3 separate regions of the Sus scrofa genome follow, and regions 2 and 3 are each linked to region 1. The links are chromatin contacts, called in public Hi-C maps. All regions are on one chromosome and are shown on one strand. Each heading gives the region's core, a stretch centred on a gene start, on an enhancer-like site or on the middle of the called end of the contact. The rest is flanking DNA. Distances are from core to core; before and after follow the strand shown. Region 1 has its middle 160 kb from the start of CDH5. Region 2 overlaps LOC102162742 (a long non-coding RNA gene). Region 3 overlaps LOC102162742 (a long non-coding RNA gene).

What was found. Hi-C and Micro-C count contacts between places; a contact is called where the count stands out from the background.
Region 2: a contact with region 1 is called in a Hi-C map of heart right ventricle, with 3 times the contacts expected there. The contact joins two enhancer-like sites. A contact is called at or near these places in 2 of 47 Hi-C or Micro-C datasets (embryonic fibroblasts and heart right ventricle).
Region 3: a contact with region 1 is called in a Hi-C map of omental adipose tissue, with 1.8 times the contacts expected there. The contact joins two enhancer-like sites. A contact is called at or near these places in 3 of 47 Hi-C or Micro-C datasets (embryonic fibroblasts and omental adipose tissue).

What each region holds. Positions count from the first base shown.
Region 1 is chr6:26,944,303-26,948,325 of Sscrofa11.1, reverse strand. No RefSeq gene overlaps it. Among named protein-coding and RNA genes, the nearest start is that of CDH5, 160 kb to the left of the region's middle. Within about 2 kb of position 1,610, at least 29 of the 83 cell types and tissues checked have an H3K27ac peak or open chromatin away from gene starts, as enhancers often do. A contact at or near this core is called in omental adipose tissue, where this site is marked.
Region 2 is chr6:26,571,578-26,575,856 of Sscrofa11.1, reverse strand. All of the region lies in intron 7 of LOC102162742 (a long non-coding RNA gene), which reads left to right. Among named protein-coding and RNA genes, the nearest start is that of CDH5, 530 kb to the left of the region's middle. Within about 2 kb of position 1,631, at least 9 of the 83 cell types and tissues checked have an H3K27ac peak or open chromatin away from gene starts, as enhancers often do.
Region 3 is chr6:26,508,202-26,512,678 of Sscrofa11.1, reverse strand. All of the region lies in intron 7 of LOC102162742 (a long non-coding RNA gene), which reads left to right. Among named protein-coding and RNA genes, the nearest start is that of CDH5, 600 kb to the left of the region's middle. Within about 2 kb of position 1,923, at least 1 of the 83 cell types and tissues checked has an H3K27ac peak or open chromatin away from gene starts, as enhancers often do. A contact at or near this core is called in omental adipose tissue, where this site is marked.

The DNA.
Region 1 (4,023 bases), core at 361-2,860:
GACATAACCGAAATGCCTCTTAAAATGAAAACCGTTCTTTTAAGAGTAAATTTAGTGTTCTGTTTCCAAAACTCAACAAGAGAGAGGGTTTGCAAGCCTGTCTCCACTAATAAGAAAGCTTGGCTGTAGATGTTTTTTTATTTCTAATAAACACAAAAAGTCAATTGGACAGAACAGTTCCTCCCTCTTCTCTTTAGAAAATGACTTTTGAAGTTGTCGAGACGTCTTGATCCGTTCCTTTAGAATTCTGTTCAGGTGACTGCAGTTTCTAGACCTGGTTGAGAGGCTTTGCAGGTGAATTTGCAAGATTATCCTCCCTTGGCACTGCTCACGTGTCCCAACATCCCATAGGGAAGGGACCTGGGCCCCATGGCCCGCTGACCCCTGGCGACCTCTGCACAGGGGCCTGCCGTTGGAAGGCTTTTGACCCATTCTGCTTTAAAGCCAAACCCCCCTGCATTTCACTGATAATTTCGATTGTTGGTTTTTAAGGAATAAAACAGAAACAGGCAGTTTGTTTGTTGAGGGCTGACTTTCAGTAGTTCACAGCAATGAAGCTGCTCCGTTCCGTTTGAAACCTCACCCCAGAAGCATGTCATCTATGAATGGTTTACACCAGGTTCCCCACGAGTGTTTGGTGAGCGATGGGCAAGGGGGTGCCCCTTATCCCAGGATAAAGGGCTCTCTGCAGGGGACCCTGGTCCCTATGTGCGCCAAGGGGAGGGGTGCGCTGCAGTGTGGCAAACAGGCAGTTTTGCTATTATAATGACAGAGAATCTGGGAATGCATTTGCAAACCCTGGCTGGGATTGAACCCCCCCCCCCCAGTTGGAAGATGGTCCTGTGGACAGATGCTCCCTCCAACTCTTTGCTGGGTACGCTCTGCTTCCCTTTGGACATAGAATGCCCTGGATGGAGGCCTGATTTATTTCAGGATCTTTGTTTAGAAACTTTTCGGAAGCAGGAAGTACAGAATTTGGGGGTCTAATATGGACTGGGGGTCAGGACCCTGGATCTGTTCTTTCAGGGTTACTTTCTCTCTCTCTCTGCTTCACTTTCCTCATCTGCAAAACAAAGGCATAGAATTATTTGACCTTGAGTCAAGGTTCAGGATTTGGATTCTTTCTTAAGCGCAAAATTCCTTTCCCACCAATCTCATGGCAGAAGGATTTTAGGCAGCAATCAGTTTCCTTGAAAAAAAAAAAAAAAATCCCCTGGAGGGGTTTCTGTGGGAGCAAGAAACTGCTTGGAGAAAGGTTAAGGGAGAGGCCAGGCCACCAGGCATTCTCCCTGATGAATAAAGCTGGGTGAGCTGTGCCTCTAGGGGCACCAAGAGCTCCAGGAAATCTCTTTTACCCTCTTGCTGGTTTGAAGCTGTCATTTATGAACTTCCCTTTCTCTCCACGGGGAGGAGGGAACCAGAGACAAAAAGAAAGAGAGAGATTTGTGTCTTTTCAGCAGGATGAATGGATAGAGAAAGCCAGAATCGGACTGTAACGCAGAGTCTGGGCTCTGCTTTCTTAGGAACCAGAGCGGGGTCAGCTCTCTGGGGTGAAGGATTCCTGCTGGAATCTTCCAGACTCAGGAAGTGCTGGCTGCTGCCACCTTTGGTCTTACAACTGCAATTCTAGGTATGGCCTCTAGAGGGCGGGGGGAACCAAACTCCAGGGCACGGGACCGGAAGCCAGAGGATTTGTGGGGAGTTCTGGAAGTCTTGAATGGAGTTCCTGCAGGAGAGGGTCCCAGGAGCCAGGATTAGGTCCCTTGCCTTGAGATGGCAGCTGGGGAAATCGAAGTCTAGGGAAGGGAACTCGCTCAGGGTCAGACAGGATTAGAGAGAGAGCCAGGGAGGGGGCAAAAGTCTGCTGGCCCTGAGTTCAGGCCTTTTGCAAACCCTGGTGATGGGGAGGTGATGTGCTGGGGGGCGGGGGGATCTCCCTCAGCTGTCGCCTGTCAACCCCCTTTGTCAGTCACCTTGTCCGTGGTGAGGTGTTTTGGCCTTGAAGTCATCCCAAGAAACAAAGTAAATTCCCTTAGGGTAGAAACTCCCCAGGTTGAGACCTAAGAGCCTGCAGAAAATTTAGGAGTGATTTCTTTTTGTCTTTTGTCTTTTTATGGCCCCACCCGCAGCATATGGAGGTTCCCAGGCTAGGGGGTCTAATTGGAGCTCCAGCTGCCCGCCTACACCACAGCCACAGCAACGCGGGATCTGAGCTGCCTCTGCGACCTAAGCCACAGCTCACAGCAATGCCGGATCCTCAACCCACTGAGCGAGGCCAGGGATTGAACCCACAACCTCATGGTTCCTAGTCGGATTCGTTTCTGCTGTGCCACGACGGGAACTCCCGGAAGTGATCTTGATTTGGAAAAATCTGGGATTCCCTGGAGATGCAAGGCCTTCTGCTCCATTGTCAGCAGGGCACTGGTTCAGGGAAGACTCCCCAGAGGAGGTGACCCTTGAGCCTGAATTAAGAGATGAGCCTGTGTCAGGGAAGGGCCTTGGTGGCAGATGGCACAGCAGGAGCACAGTGGGACAGTTTGAAGCAAGTGCGTTGTAGAAGCGTGGGGCGAGGGGAGCTGCCGTGGCAGGGGTCATGCATGGTGGGCGCTGCACTCCCTACCAAGACGAGGTGCTTTTCTACACAGGCCACTGGGAGCCACAGAGCAACCTGGCTTAGAGAGATGAACTCGCTCCATGTCTGCCCCAAGAGAGTGTCCCTGCTGGCATTTGAAGAGCAGTTGGTTAAGAGCACGGATGCAGCCTCTCCACCCTCACAAACTTCTCCCCCACACGCTGGGCCATCATTCTCCCTAATAAAATAATATGAAGCTCAATTATGCTCCTGTTCCCATGTTCCTGGACTTCATTAAGCACTGAGGGATTAAAAACTTGTATAAATTAATCAATGTACTATAATCCTAAAAATTAGAAGATGAGTCCTTGAGGAAGTAATGTAATACGGGCTTTTTAATTAGCAGGGCCCCCGAGATTCACGGCTCTCCCCTGCAAGTCTCGTGTTTATGAATTGCGTCCTCATTCGCCGGGGAAGGCCCTGCAGACTCCAGCCTGCTCGAAGGAAATGCCAGAAACCCTGCTAATTCCCCGGGCTCCCACCCTCCTCAGAGCCGGAGCCGCAGGATGACAGAGCTGGCCTGGCTTTTCTTTATCCCTCCCAAATGAGAGCTCATTTTTAAAAAGAAACTCAGCAAAAGGATCTGGGGGGCGTGGGGGCGGGCAATGAAGCCACTTCCATCTGTCTTCCTGGCGTGTGGGATGCAGAGGAGAGATTTTGGAGATGCATGGATCTGGGTTCGAATCTGGCTCTGCTGCTCACCAGCTCTGTCCTGTGGGCCCGTCACCTGTCTGCGGAAAGTCTCCTTCCTCCATTTCCTTCCTCTGTCCTGGATCTTTGTGAGAAACGCCTCCTGACGGCAAATGAGAGCTACCTGCAGACCCAGAAGCTTTCCCAGCTACCCGGTCCTTCTTCCTTCCCGACACGGGCCAAACAGCATCTTCTCCTGCCATGAGTGAGTCTGTGGGGGCTCTACTCCACATGCCTGCTTGCCTGGGCTTGGCCATCTTTTTCTTCCTAGACCTTGCTCTCTTCATAACTTACTCTCCTTTTCAACAACCTTGAACCATACCAAGTCTCTCCATCCTAGCAAAACCCAAATGTAATTCTTCCCCCACTTGCCCGTCCAGCTCCTGCCTGTTGCCTCGCCTCCACTCTCACACTGTGCCTGCTGGACCTGCACTGGCAGTCTTCTCATTAGGATCTTCAGTGAGCTTTATCCTACCTGACCTCTTGGCGCCGTTGGACTCATTCGCTCTGGTTTCCTCCTGGCTTCTCAGACTCTTTTGCTCCTTTTGAGCATCTGTGCTCCCCTGGGAGGGGCACCCACCAGGTCCTTTCCACCACCTCCACTCAGGACTGTCCAGGCCTTTCTGGCTTCCTCCTCGCCGCTCTGCTTCAGACCCCCAAACTGCAGAGCCAAGGACCAATGGCTCCTTGGTCATTCTGCT
Region 2 (4,279 bases), core at 382-2,881, 370 kb after region 1:
ACCACTCCCACAATGCATGCAGGGTGTCCGGGACTGGGCTGTCTGCAGAGTGGGTCCTCAGTAGATGCCACCCCCATGTCCCCAGCCATCTTCCTGCTGTATTCCAGGGGCAGCCCTTTACCTCTCTGGTCTAAGACCATTCAGAAACTCCACATTCAGTAAGCAGTCACTGAGCACCTCCTGTGTGCCTGATACTGTGCTAGGTGCTGTCCTAACCCCTGTAGAGCAGGGAACAAGCTGGGCCCTTCTCATCGAGGGGCTCATGTTCCATGAAGAGATGCTCTCACAAGCTAAGACAGAGGATGTATTAAGTTTTTCTGGTAAAGATGAGGGTGGTTGTGGCAGGGACTAGAAATTTCCAGGTGGAAGGACAGCCGCTGTGAAAGCTTGGAGGGCAAAGAGAGCATCTCTCCCCTCTCTTGTTCCCCAGGAGAATGCACCCTCATCCTGCAGGATGCAGCCCAGCCTGGCCCTCCCTCCCCCGAGTTCCTATGGCACCTCTGCCTTCCTCCAGGAAAGCCTGGTCTCTACCTGCCGACAGGTGTATCTCTGAAATTCCAGAGCCTGGCTCCACACCTGGATAATCAATCTCCATCAGTGCTGTTGAGTTCTATACATGAATGGATGGAAGGGTAATGAACTTAAAAAAACTTCCTGTTGTGGCTCAGTGGTTAGCGAACCTACTAGCATCCACGAGGATGTGGGTTTGACCCCCGGCCTTGCTCAGTGGGTTAAGGATCCTGTGTTGCCGTGAGCTGTGGTACAAGTCACAGACAAGGCTTGGATCCCAAGTTGCTGTGGCTGGGGTATAGGCCGGCAACTATAGCTCCGATTGGAACCCTAGCCTGGGAACCTCCATATGCCATGGGTGTGGCCCTAAAAAACAAAAAAAAAAAAAAAAAAAAAAAAAAAAGGCGTTCCAGGCAGAGGCCTGGCCTGAACTCCAAGGCTGCCAAAGCTTACTCTGCCTGCGCAGGCTCCCTCAAAAAGCCCCAGTGTCCTGGGGATTTTGCAAAGGCTGATCCATCATTATCTCAGGCTGCCAAGAACTCCTTTTTCTCAGGAAATCAAACTAACCCCCAAATATTGGGTGTGTTTGTGTGTGTTTCCTGCAAGCTGAGGCTTGGCTTTCGAGAAGTAATCAATTCCAATTGATTGGCAAAATCTGACTTGCCTTCTCTCGGCCAACTTTGGATGGTAAAGTTCATTAAAAGCGGGCCTCTGGCAAGCCGACACCCCTCAGCGCTACGGTAATAAGGGCTGATTATGCCAAGCAGCAGGATCTGCCCTAAAGAGTCCCTGGCATGATTTTGTGGGGACTTGCCCATCTGCAGCAGCATTTTTCTGTAAAGGAGTAATTTGACAGGGTAAAAATCCATGAGGAGTTCTTCCGAGCTTGGCTGGTCAAGAGTCGGAGAGAACTTGATGGAGAGGAGGGGGGAGCCTGGCCAGTGGTGGTGCTGGAACCCTTTCCATGCCTCCTCCTCCTTCCTGCTCTTACTCCCATTCCCCTGGACGGAGATTTCTTTTGGCAGCACCAGCAGGAAAGTGGTTTGGCCCCAGGCAGATAAAGGCGCTGCTCTGAGCCTTGTGGCCACTCAGAGAGGCTGGACACACATCTCTTCCACACTTGTTTGCTTTCAGAGGCTCCAAGGGCTGGAGCTTGGCAGCTATCAATTTCTTCCTGAATTAGCACAGAGCAGTGACTTCTGGAAGTCATCAACTCTGAAAGCAACTGGCACAGGGCCCCCTGAGCGCAGCCCAGCCCAAAGGCAGGAGCTCGCTTTGAACTGGTATTTATGGGGATCCCGTCATGTGCCAACCTCAAAGTTGGGCATATCCACTGCCTTCACCTCTTCATAGCAGCCACCAGAACTGGAGGTCATCGATGTCCTGGCTTGTGAGCCAAGCATCAATCTTTGTTTTCCATTTTTAAATGTTCACATGGAAGTTCTAAAAGGCTGTGCAAAACAAGGGTCTCAGGTTTTTGAGAGATGGAGGTAGGGGGTTGGGGAAGGCTTTGAATTTTTACTTAACATCCTAAACATACTAGTCATAAATTTAAGAAGTAATTTAAGAATTAATGTTTCCAAATATATATGAAAATAAGGAAGAAAAATATACCACCTGTTAGATATGGTTAACATTTCCCTTTTCATTCAAGTAAATTAAGGCCCAAACATACCCAAGTTCATATAGGTAAAAGATGAGCCAGGATTTGGCTCAGATTTGGAAGTGGTTTCTGCCCTCCTCGGGTTTCTAAAAGTGTTTTCCACATAGCCCTTGGTCCTAGGAGAGTTCTCTAGAGAGAATAACAGGCTCCATGCTCAGAGGAGCATGGAATATGGTGGGTTCCATGTCTTATAATTGATGGTTTGTGGTCAATGTGCTTGCAGTGGGTATTTGCTTACTAAAGGCTCTGAGAAGTCCTGCAAACCTCTATGAACATAGAACCCTCACTCCCCAGTGAAGGCACTCATAGACTCTAAGTAAATCTCATAAGTCAGGCAAATACGCCCTGAAGGAGCCTGCAATTTGGCTTTTCTCTGGGGGCATCAACAATGATTCTAGAGGAACATAGACAATATACATGGTGGGTGCCGTGTCAGGGCCTCTTGTACTAAGGCTCTAAATAAAGCTTCATAGTGAGGAGAGTGGGACAGGGGGTTGGGGAAAGGATCCTTTGAGAAAGGATCTTTGGAATCACCTCCTGAGAGGGCAGACCTGGCAGAAGGCAGGGGTCAAGGCTCTTCTCAGGTAGGGCTTTAAGGTCTGGTTGTAAATGGCCAGCAGCATCCTCAGCAGTTCTTAGAGCTGCAGGTCTCTCGTCCCTCTGCCTTACATTTTCATGAGCAGACATAGGGGTCTGATTTGTGGGTGGGGATGGGAGAGGGTGAAGCTAGGCCAGGACACAGAGACACAGCACTTACTGGGAACCGTATTTTCTATGTTCTCCTGGATCAATCTTGCAGCCGGTGGAAAGGGTCAAGTTCCTGCCTTGACTCCAGGCCCTGGTGCCCTGACTTGAGGCTGCAGTTCTGGGTCATGCCCAGCCTGCAGGTGTATGCCTCCTAGTCCTCGCCAGCAGGTCCTGCTTGGAACTGCAGATGCAGCAATTGTCATCCACAGATGTGAGATGTGCATTTGCTGGCTGGTTAAAAACCCCTGGGTAAGGCTGTCCTCACTGACAGTCCTTCCATTAGGTCAGTTCAAGCAAGGCCCCTTTCCATCACCCACACTCCAGACTGATATGCATTTGCCTAACTCATGGTAACCCTTTGGGTGAAAACAGCATCTTAAGTTGCTTCCATTTTTGCCTCCTGATTACCACTGATAGCAAAGACCCTTCGATGTGCCTTGTCGGGTTTATTCTTCTGTTCCTGGGAATTGCCAGTTCAAATCCTTAAGTCATTTTCTGTTGGCTTGTTTATTTAGTCTTTTACCTATAGATTTATAGACATTTTTATATGCTCTTGTCTTTTTCTCATCATGAATATTTCTTGTTACATATTTTGAAAATGTCTCTTATCTAGCTTTGTCATCCAGTGTTTTGTTGGTTCCCATACAGCACTTGTGTTTAGAAAGCCTGACTTACCTCCATGTTAGATATTTCTCTGTGTTTCCTTCTAATTATTTGACGTTTTTACTTCTTTGATATTTGATGCTTTAATAATTCAGGAAGCTATTTTTGTGACTGATATTAGGTAAAGAGCTACGTAGGAGTCTACCTAGGTATTTATGTCGCATGAATAGCCACTTGTTTTCACACCATTTATTGAACTGTCCAACATTTCTCAACTGGTTTGAACTGTTTCCTTTGTCATAGAGAATGTTTCTATATGTGTGTGCTTTTAGATACATATGCGTGGGTGTGTATTACACATGCCCAAATCAGTATTAGCCTATTTGCATTCTTGACACTCATGATTATAATGGAAATACGGGGGAAGGGTAGCAGAGGTATTAAGGTCCTTGCATCGATACCAGCAATGTAACAGATCTCTCTTAGTCTATATTGCTTAGCACATGTTTAGCAAGTGCATATCTTGTGGTCCACATAAAGAATTATGTTTCCAGGGGTCCTTACCTTCTGAGAACTCTCTTGTCCTCATGGTGAGTGGGCTGGCAGTGGACATGTTTTCAAGGCTGAAAGATTTGTAAATAATTAAATTTAGCATCTGAAATCCTGGATTGGATCCTGGAATAGAAAAAGACATTAGGAAAAACGATTGCTGTCCAGATGAAGCCTATAGTTTAGTTAATAGTATTGCACCAAGGT
Region 3 (4,477 bases), core at 674-3,173, 440 kb after region 1:
AAATAGTACATGGATAACCCAAAGGTTTAGGAAGATGCGGGTAACAGATCTGACTTACTCTGAAAAAGTTGGGTCCTAGAACAAAGTAGATTCAATGCTTAAATTTCTTGAAACTCTTGTAGAATCAATGGAGGGGCTTCTTGTGCTCCAGTCTCCCCTCTGTTTCGGAAGAATAGTGGTGGCTTTAGGTATTATTTAGCATCTCTGTGCTGGAGTCTGACAGGTTCCCTGACCAGGAATTTGGTTGATGCTACAGGAAATCTTCTGAAAGGGCTGGAGTGATGCAAAATCAGAGACTCCCCCCTCCAGTCATTCTGATGAAATTAATGCTCTCTCCAAAACCATTCCTGCCTCTTAGCTTGGGACCCAATGGCCATGAGCCATTTCTCTTTCCACATAACACGTGTGTGCCGGGGTTTCCCTCATTCATCTTCCTCGGCCTGAAGGTCGTCCTGGACTTCCACTTACCCCCAGCACCTGGTACATGCCTGGCACTCAGTAGACTCTCAATAAATACTTGCTGATGGAATGAATGGATGTTGGGCTTATAAATGGGCACTTAAAAAGTCATTTTCCCTAGAGAGATTACATTAATGTTGGTTGGTTGGCTTTTATTTTTTTTTTGTCTTTTTAGGGCCGCACCCACAGCATATGGAGGTTCCCAGGCTAGGAATGGAGTCGGAGTTATAGCCGCCAGCCTATGCCACAGCCACAGCAACACCATATCGAAGAAGCATCTGCACCTACACCACAGCTCATGGCAACGCCGGATCCTTAACCCACTGAGCGAGGCCAGGGATGGAACCCACAACCTCGTGGTTCCTAGTTGGATTTGTTTCCACTGTGCCACGATGGGAACTCTGGCTGGTTGGTTTTTAGTTTGCAAGTTGAAGGGAGAAATTTTAGTTGGTTCTGAACAGATGTTTATTAATATCTGATGCATATCTATAGATCCTAAGGACATGCATGTTTTAAGCATATTTTAAGCTGACTGGGACCCGTACTCTACCCTTGCCTTGTATTCAATTTCAAGTGTGAGTTATGACGGCTACGCCTGTATCAGGGGTTATGGTAGAGGCCCTGCATTTGCTGTCTGCTTTCCTCCCCATTCCTTGTGTGTGCAGTTCAAGGAAAATACCAATTCTCGACAAATACAAACAAACCCTTCTCCCAAGGCTTATAGGGAACTAAGTTGAGTGGATTTAGAAAGACATGCGAGAAAGTTTCTTATGTGAACCAGTGGCCACATTTGCATGGTTTTCATCAGCAATTCCCTCATATGAGGATGGCCTAGAACCATCGTATCACACAAACATTTATCTGCTGCCAGTACGAGGCACTGGGAGCCCAGCAATGAAGAGTTACTCCTTTGTTTGCATGGAACTTCTGTGTCTTCTTGGGGGAAGCCAGACAAAACAGGAGAAAGGCAAGTAAACAAGCCAATGACTTAAAACGGTTCCCAAATGTGACAGTAATAAGACCAGAGTTCATTGATTTTTAAGACACATTTCTTTTCACCTTTTAATATTGTTGAAATTGTGATGTCTTAAAAAGGGAATGTGTGGTTAATATATTGTTCTTCCCCTTGAGAAGTGATTAAATTGATGCTTTGACTTCCGATCGATGGTGTCTGAGAATGGAGGAAATATGGTAATAATAAAAGCTTACATGTATTGAACACTAACACGAGTCGGGTGTGAATGGTATGTGTTGTATGTAGCAGCGTCTCTTTTGTTCTGGATAACAATCAGATGAAGCATAAGTGTGGAGAAGCCTCTCTACAGGTGAGGGAAGTGGATCTCAGGGCGCTGAGGCTGCTGGCTTCATGTCAGAAATATTGCAGGGGCTGCTTTTCACGCCGTGGCCAGCCTGACTCTGCTCTACTAGGCCTTCTATTATCCACCTCCCCATTTCCCCTGGCTCTGCTCCCATCCTTCTTGAGAGAGCTGGTGCAAAACAATCAATGCCATTAGGATCCCCAGGCCCTTCTAGGGTGGCTCAGTGGTTTTCATGTAACTAGGAGGTGCAGTCCCTGCAGTGGGCTGCATAGAAGCTCCCACAGAGCCTGTGTGCCCAGGGAATCTCGAAGGAAGAGCTGGGGACCCCTCTTGGTCAGGAATATCGGATTCCTTGATTTGCTTGGGTGAATACTTAAGAAAAGAGGTACAAAGCAACCTTGGTGCTACCGTAGGGTCCTTTTATTTATTTTTAATTTTTTTTACTTTTTAGGGCCACACCCACAGCATATGGAAGTTTCCAGGTCGAATTGGACCTACAGCTGCTGGTCTATACCACAACCATAGCAATGTGGGATCCGAGCCATACCTGTGACCTACACCAGAGCTCATGGCAATGCTGGATCCTTCACCCACTGAGGGAGGCCAGGGATCAAACCTGCATCCTCATGGATGCTAGTTGTGTTCATAAACTGCTGAGCCACAACAGGAACTCCCTTGGCGTCCTTTTAGAAGGATGATCTGTTAACCAAGAGAGAAAACGCTAAATCTTACTGTAGGGGGAAAACATGCCAGTTAGAAGATGCTAGAGACAGCTTCTAAACCAAGCCAACCTCAGAGAGGCCAAATGACACACTCAAGACTCCCAGGGCCAGTTAGAGAATCAGAAGTAGGTCCCTGATCTTCTGGTTTGTGTGGTGTTTCTCCCTCTCACCTCTTTTCCTTCCTTTCTTCTCTCTTAACCTCTTCGTCCTCCTCTTCCCTCCTTTCCTTCTCCCCATTTCTTTCTCTCTCTTCCTCCCTCTCTCCATCCTTCCCTTTCTGTCCCTTTTATCTAAAGAAGGGCTGAGTAGATGGAAAAAGGATTAAATAACTTTGGTGGTAAAAGCAGTGAAGAGTGGGAGCTAAAATAGAAAGTTCTGGAACTTGTGAAAGTATGATGAACCACTAAGATCAGTTTCGGATTGATTTATGTGGCTAAATAGTTAATATGCTCAAAGGAGTTTTAAAATATGAGGCTTGTAATTAATATTTATAGATCTCAATGATGAGAAATGACCAAAAAAAAAAAAAAAAAAAAAAAAAAAGAAGGCTGTTGGGCTGACCTAAAGAGTCAGAAATCTCCTGAGATAATACAGGCAAGAAGGGAGAAGGCGGGGCTGCTAGCACGCTCCAAGGGGTTGGCTTTCGGGCTCATGCAGAAGGTACCCAAATCGGGAGTGTCTGGAGAGCCTGAGTATGCGCTGGAGGCATAGACGACTTGGAGGCAATTTCCATGTTCATTGAATTCGCCTCACACAGGCTGGACTGATCTGGGTTACCCTGAGCTGCTGGATGGACAAGAGCACCAAACGCCAGCCCATGAACTAGTAACCTATTTAGAAACTTCATGAAAGAACTGGAGAAGCTAGGCCTTTGTATCTAGCAGGCTAGGCAGCAGAAAAAATGCAGAGGGAGACCAGAACTTCTGGAAGCTTTGCTACTCTGCCCAGGCTCACCCCACTTGCTGCCCCGAGAGAAGACATGTTTGTGGCTCCAAATCTGTGCTCTGGAGTTTCCTGTTCCCAGAGATCTCATCTCTCTTTGCTGTACGAGCTGTTTATATAGATTTGGTTAAGCTGAACTCTCCTAAGCAGAATATAGTGTACTGTCTTGGAAACTTCTTATTGCTAAAGGAATGTTTAAGAGCCTGTCATTAGTTTATAAACACAGATACAGAAGGAGAAACTCTTAAAAAAAAAACTCTGCTTTAAAAAAGTTTTCAAAAAAATAAATTACTGGAGTTCCCCTTGTGGCTCAGTGGTTAGCGAACCCGACTAGTATCCAGGACGGAGGTTTGATCCCTGGCCTCGCTCAGTGGGTTAAGGATCCGGCGTTGCCATGAGCTGTGGAGTAAGTCGCAGATGCAGCTTGGATCCCGAGTGGCTGTGGCTGTGGCTGTGGCTGTGGTGTAGGCCAGTAGCTGTAGCTCCGATTTGACCCCTAGCCTGGGAACTTCCACATACCAGGGGTGTGGCCCTAAAAAGAATAAATAAATAAATAAATAAATAACAGAATGATTAGTCACTTCACCAAAGGGTTTCTTCTTCTTCTTTTTTAAAGTCTTCTCTGTATCTTTTTAAAAAACCAAAACTCTAAAACAACAACAACAACAAAAGAGAACTTTTACACTTTATATTTTTACAGATCTATTTAGTGTATAAGCTGAGTTTTTCTGCCCACAGAGACACAATGAACCAGCACTCTTTTTACCTTGTTCATTCACTCAACAACACTGGAGACATTCAGGCGGACCCTGTGAGGAAGACAAAGTCAAACAGTGCTTTGTCTTCAAGGCAGAGAAAGCGTCACTTCCTGGTTTTTGCGATTTTTTCTACACTTTAGGAAAATAAAGTGTCTGCTCTAAAATATTTAGAAAATACAAAAATGAATCACAAGGAAGGAAGCAAATAAGCCTATAATTTCTTTACTCAGAAGAATTCACTATGGACATATTTATCCCTTTCCTTCCTGCTGCCGGA